Regions from separate parts of the Mus musculus genome. Here region 2 is linked to region 1. A link is a contact called in public Hi-C data. All regions are on one chromosome and are shown on one strand. The core of a region is the stretch at or near the end of the contact, and the rest is flanking DNA. Distances in the headings are between cores, read along the strand shown.

The links. A called contact is a pair of places that touch in the nucleus more often than the background predicts.
Region 2: a Hi-C map of pre-B cells shows a contact between it and region 1, with 3 times the contacts expected there. The contact joins two enhancer-like sites. A contact is called at or near these places in 1 of 484 Hi-C or Micro-C datasets (pre-B cells) and 1 of 115 datasets of contacts at active chromatin or transcription factors (large pre-B cells).

Annotation. Positions count from the first base shown.
Region 1 is chr9:32,614,682-32,617,616 of GRCm38.p6, reverse strand. No RefSeq gene overlaps it. Among named protein-coding and RNA genes, the nearest start is that of Gm31928, 14 kb to the left of the region's middle. Within about 2 kb of position 1,461, at least 67 of the 459 cell types and tissues checked have an H3K27ac peak or open chromatin away from gene starts, as enhancers often do. A contact at or near this core is called in pre-B cells, where this site is marked.
Region 2 is chr9:33,481,662-33,484,810 of GRCm38.p6, reverse strand. No RefSeq gene overlaps it. Among named protein-coding and RNA genes, the nearest start is that of Gm32171, 230 kb to the right of the region's middle. Within about 2 kb of position 1,375, at least 42 of the 459 cell types and tissues checked have an H3K27ac peak or open chromatin away from gene starts, as enhancers often do. A contact at or near this core is called in pre-B cells, where this site is marked.

The DNA of each region.
Region 1 (2,935 bases), core at 212-2,711:
GACTAGCTGGCCAGCCTCGAGGGGATTCGAAGCCCCACCCACGTGGCCCAGATGTCATTTACAGAAGTTAAATGTTCTTGGTCAGCTGAGGTTTCTGTGAGAGCTTCTGTTTGTATTGACTGTGGTATTGTTCACCTCTTACCATAGAAACCACGTTATTTCGGTCTCCTTTTGGTTGTTTCTGTGTTGCTTTAAATATTGTCCCAATTCAAGGGCAAATGCAAGGTCAATGTGAGCTTCATCAACAAGTTTAAATGGCAACCTCCATCTATGAGAGCAGAGTTGAAAGAGAGGAGTCAAAACACCTGTGTCCTAGCCCTCCTCTGCTGGTAGATTTAATTGAAGAGGGGGGTCTGTTTCCACAGAGTCACCAGCAGCAGTAAACTGGAGAAACCCACAGTGTAGCAATCTCCAAGTATTAAACATTCACATCTCTTGGTGTTCTTGACCGACTCTGCTGCACGGACAAGATGTCATCTATAAGCAATTGCTATTTTAGAAGACTGGAACCTTTCCTTCCTGAGAAAGCCCATATCTGAAAGAAGATGTCCTAGGAAGAGAAGGTATATGGTGAGCGTAGGTAAAGGCAGCTTGGTTGGTAAAGAAAGAGCAGAAGTGATCCTGGGTCTCCGGCCTGCCGAGGATGCTTCTGTGGGTGGTCTCAGGATCTGGGTGCACTTTTCTCCTGCAGACCCTGTTTCAAGATAGCTCAGCAAGATTAGCTCACCCAAACAACAAGTCACACACCCTTCTGTGCCCTAGATACCAGATAAGAACTGACAATCAAAGATAAGGAAGATTCTGCTTTTAAAATAAGCTTGTAGCTTATCAAAGGAAGAAACAAGCTGATACAAGTTTTCAAGGGAGTCTTGCAAAGAGTTAGATGATGCAGAGTTAAGGTAACAAAAGCCATCAACACTAAGGAGTCTTTTTATCTTGTAAGCTATGTAGCTAGCCTTTCTGTTTAAACCTTTCATTACTTAAGACATGTTTTCCAGGTCTGAGTCTCCTATTCAATTGCCTTCTCAGGACTGCAAGCACCATCTGAAGTTGTCCTGTCCCTCCTATGTGGCTTGACAAGGAACAGGACCTTATACTACTTCATAGTGTTCTACAGTCATCTCGGAGATGATGTGTCCTAGTCTAGTAGCAAGTTTCTTTCAGGCAACATTGAGACTCTTAATTATTTCTTCAGTAATACTTGACCCAACATTAGGCACATGAGATGTTATCACCAGATATTCCCATCAGAGTTTGCACCAGAATCCCTACTTCCTTGCCCTGAAGTTGGGGAGGCCTCTGATGGACACGGGACTTGCTTTCACTAATTGATTCACTTCTGGCAGAAGCTGAAGAATTTCAGCCTTTGTGTTTTTATCCTCTGGCACGTGTCAGGGTGGCAGCTGCTTTTCAGCCTGATCCGAGCAAAGCCCTCCACCCCCACCCCTGCCAGCCCAGAGCGTTCACACAGCGAGAGTAGGAAGTGTCACTGACTGCGTGACAACTGAGGTTTGGCACCTGTCACCACAGCGTAATCATCCCAGCCAACACACAGAAGAACACAGCAAATATTTGTTGATGTGTGTACTTATGGCTCCTAGACACCAGACTCTGAAGGAAGAAAACAAAGTCAAAAGGCTACTTATGCTGGACCAACAAAACCCTGTTCAGTACATTCTGTATCTACCTATATCTGCCTCACAGTCTGATGCTGCCGAATCCTATGTTTATGGTATGGTAGTCCATACATACATTCCTAGGGTAGAGTTTTGTTTATAAATTAGTAAGAGGTTAACATCAGTAACTTATAATACAATAGAATGGTTGCCATAGCATACTCTATAACACAGTTATTTATAACTTAACAATTTTTAAAATTTTACTTCTGGAATTTTCCATTTATATCTTCGGACTGTGGTTGACCATAGGTAACTGAAATTATGGAAAGCAAAACCACAGATAGTGAGGGTAGCTACATTCATGGCTGCTGTTCATGTTTCTGAAACATCACTGTTTCAGATCTCGGGTCTGAAAGACCCTCCCCTGTCTTTCGCTCTGAGGCGTCTTGGTCTGTAGGTATTGGTGGCCAAAATGAGAAACCTAAGGCCTGGAAAAGGGGGATGAGCCGGGAGCAAACTCAAACAGAATTGCAACGATGAAAGGGAAAGCTTTAATGAAGAAACTCTTGAAGAACACCCAGATAAAAATTCCTGGGAAGGCTGGGAGTGGAGCTCAGTGGTGAGGCTTGCCTAGTGTGGAAATGACAGAACTTGGCCTCTGTTATCAAGGAAACCTGAACTGCTTGGAAAGCATTTCACCCTCCTGCTGCTGTGTGTTTCTGAGCAAGTTACTTCACCTCTCTGACCAGGGCAGAGCCTTCATCTACAGAACAAAATAGAGAGAGCAGAGCTCAGCACCCAGAGGGGTGGGTGTGGTGGGAAGAGCCCTTTACATTCTGAACTTTGATAGGGATTTCCAGATGTCAACTGTCAGAGTACTCACCTGGTACCACAGAGCCTTGGGTTCGAATCCCAGTGCTACAAAAATCAGGTGTGGTCATGCATGCTCAAAATCCCAGCACTCAGTAGTCTTGACACTCAGGAGATAGAAGCTGGAGGGCCAGGGCTTCAAGGTCATCCTTGGCTACATAGTAAGGTTATCGCAGGCTGCATGAGACCCTATTTTAATTAAAGACAAACAAACAAACAAACAAAAAATGCCTCTTTTCCAGTAAAATAGGCATGATTTTTGGACTGTTTTTAGCGCACAGATACTGTGTTTTATTAATGCTTCTACAAAAATAAAAAGAGATGGAAAGATTCATTAAAAAGCCATAAACCCCAAACAAGTTCTGTCTGAACTCAACCCCCGGGAAACACGGAAGCTCCTGACCAGAGTGCAGCAATGTGGCCGTTGGCCCCTGGGGAGGCCGGGA
Region 2 (3,149 bases), core at 126-2,625, 870 kb before region 1:
CCAAATTTTAACAGCACTCATTTTTTATTCTATTTGTGTATGTGTGAGTGTGTGTGTGTGTGTGTGTGTGTGTGTGTGTGTGAGCAATGTCATAACCCCAGGCTTGACCCCAGGCTAGTAATACATTTCAATATCACTGGTCTTCTTACACATGCATGCAAAAAGCTTGAGAAAGAACCAGAAGAGCAACAGAAAATAGCTTAAAATCACTAGCCTTGTAGGCTGGACAGTCATTCTTAAAAACAAAACCATACCAAAAGCATTGCTTAGCACTAATGCTATCTAACCTACAGATAAACTTGGAGCTTATCTAGACCTGATGGCTGTCTTGTAATTGGTCTTTAAAAATCGAATCTGACTCAGATGCTCTGGGATAGGACCTAAGATTTTCCTTCTAACTAGGTACCATCTGGTGCCATCACTACTGACCTAGTAGAGTAAAAAATCCTATAGATTGTGTGTGCAGGCACCCTTAATTTGCTTTAAGCAACTTTCACGGTGATTTCTAGAATTCTATTTTTTCCCTTTTTTTTTTTTTTTTTTTTTTTGGTTGTTCGAGACAGGGTTTCTCTGTATAGCCCTGGCTGTCCTGGAGTTCACCTTGTAGACCAGGCTGACCTCGAACTCAGAAATCTGCCTGCCAATGCCTCCCAAGTGCTAGGATTAAAGGCATGCACCACCACGCCCCGCCTTTTTTCCCCTTTTAAAAAACAAAGCATGTTTTCTCTGTTTCTTACAGGACTTCATAAAAGTCATAGAAGGAATACTTGAACTTCATACTGTACTTCCTACTGTCCCCCATCCTTCTCGGTGAAAAACAACTAGTTATCTTTGCCACTTTAGCTTAGACTGGAGGCTTATACCACAGTACTACCTGTCCCTTTCAGTACACAAGGCTTATATATGTTGTGCCCTCTTTTCTGTGTTTTCTTTTCTTTTCCTTTCCTTTTATTAGTTCAGTATATCTCAAAATCAATTCAGAGTTATTTCCAGGTTGTATTCCTCTTGACATTCCTGACCGGGTAATGGGTTTTAAATTTGTTTATTCTGTTTATCTCATCTACTACTGCAGAAAAAATATCTTCCTGACATTAACATAAACATCCAAGCTCAAAGCACTACATACAGAGACAGAAGTATGAGAATATATAGTTTCACTTCTCTGTTGAGGGCATCCAGAAGATGCCAGTTTAGAAATGTACCTTGGTGGCATCTCTGGATGCTGAGAACTCTGCTTGCTTTGGCGATGCTCCTGGATGTTTTCTCTTCTACATATCATAGCACCTGGAGGAAATCTTGAGTTTACTAAGCATCAAAGATGCAAAGTAACAGTGGATTGAAAGGCCCAGGTGGTGCAAGTCTAGGTTGACTGACTGTGACAGTACTGGTGACATTCATTTCCTGCCTGCAGTCAGTGCTGAAGCCACAGTTAGACAGAAAAGAGGAAGTTAATTGCCTCAGAGAAAAGGTCCCAGCATTAATTGTCACGTTAAAGTTCACATTGCATTAAAGCTTCTCACACAGGTTTATCCAGCAGCTGGCTCAGAAGAGCCAAGGCATCCATGTCTGTATATAATGACTCTCCTCTGGAGGAATTTTCCACTTCCTTGGAGACTGAAATGGGATAACATTTAGCTTAAACTATAGTTTGAAAAGCTCAGCGGGTCTAAGAACTCTGGAAAGCAGGGAAACTTGATTTTTGTCGGAAACCACAGACATTTGCGAAGAGCAGTCCCAAAGGAAGCAAGAGGCCCAGGAAATAGACATTCAGGATGCTAAAACCCACAGTCTCCCGATTGCTAAAGAAGGTCCCAGGCTATGTGGAACAGTTCATGTACTGTCACTGACAGTAATGACAAAACTTAAAGAAACCATGGCAAAAGTGAACATGTGATTGCTGGACCACAGGTAACAATCTCTGGGTCAGGAAGCAGCTGATCCCATTCATAACCTAGGTCTTCATTTTCAATCCTTCCTTTGGTGATGTCATGTAAGCGATTAGTGTCAATCCGCCTTTGCTACAACCTCAATCCTTCCCTCCCTCCTTCCTTCATGATGCCTATGCAGGGCACTTTTATCAAGGGAGGTCACTGACATGCTGGTAAAGTAACTGACTGGATGACCCATAGCTGCCTGTGTAGTAGCTCAACACGACTTTCAACAGCTCTGGGAGTCACATTTGCCATCATTAAGGTGGAAATCACATCATGTGTCTGGCAACTTAAAACTTGCATTTCAAAATGTTTCCACATTAAGTGTGATACTGTACATAAATTAATTTCTATCATTATGTGACTGGTCAGCCCCTAACAGTTTTGAAATCTGCTCCAATTTGCTTCAAGTTTCACCTGTTTTCATTCATTTTATCTAGGTCCTCCTCCTGACTTGAAGCTGGTCAGTTGCATCCTTTTTGACGTTTTAAATTCTGACCTTAGACTCAAATGTGAAAGTTCTGTTCCCAAAGAAGAAGAATGTGAAACTTCAGTTCTGAAGAAGGATGAAGAAGAAGAAGAAGAAGAAGAAGAAGAAGAAGAAGAAGAAGAAGAAGAAGAAGAAGAAGAAGAAGAAGAAGAAGAAGAAGAAGAAAGAAGAAGAAGAAGAAGAAAGAGGAAGGGGAAGGGAAAGAGGAAGAGGAAGAGGAGGAGGAAGGAGAAGAGGAGATTTATTTCATCTTCCAATGCTCGGGTCTCAGTCTATCACAGAGAGAAATCAGGGCAAGAACTCAAGGCAAGAAACTGGAGCCAGAAATTGAAGGAAAAGCCATTGAGGAAGGCTACTCCAATCTCAGTCTGCTTTCTTACACAACTCAGGAATACCTCCTCAGGAGTAGCACTGCCCGCCATGGGATGGGCTTTCCCTCATCAATCACTAGTTAAGAAAATGCATTACCATCTACAGGCAATCTGATAGAGGCATTTTTTTTTTAGTTGAAGTTTCATCTTTTTAGTCACACCTAGGTTTGTGTCAAGTGGACAAATGACAGAAAGTGTTCACAACTGAAGCCACCTCCTCTACAAGAACAAGTGCTCTTAACCACTGAGTCATTTCTCCAATGGAGAATATTTTGTCACCTATTACTTTATGTTTCCCTGAATTTTGTTGTTCATTTGAGCTTAGTTTATGTTCATCCAGCTCCTGCTTTTGCCACT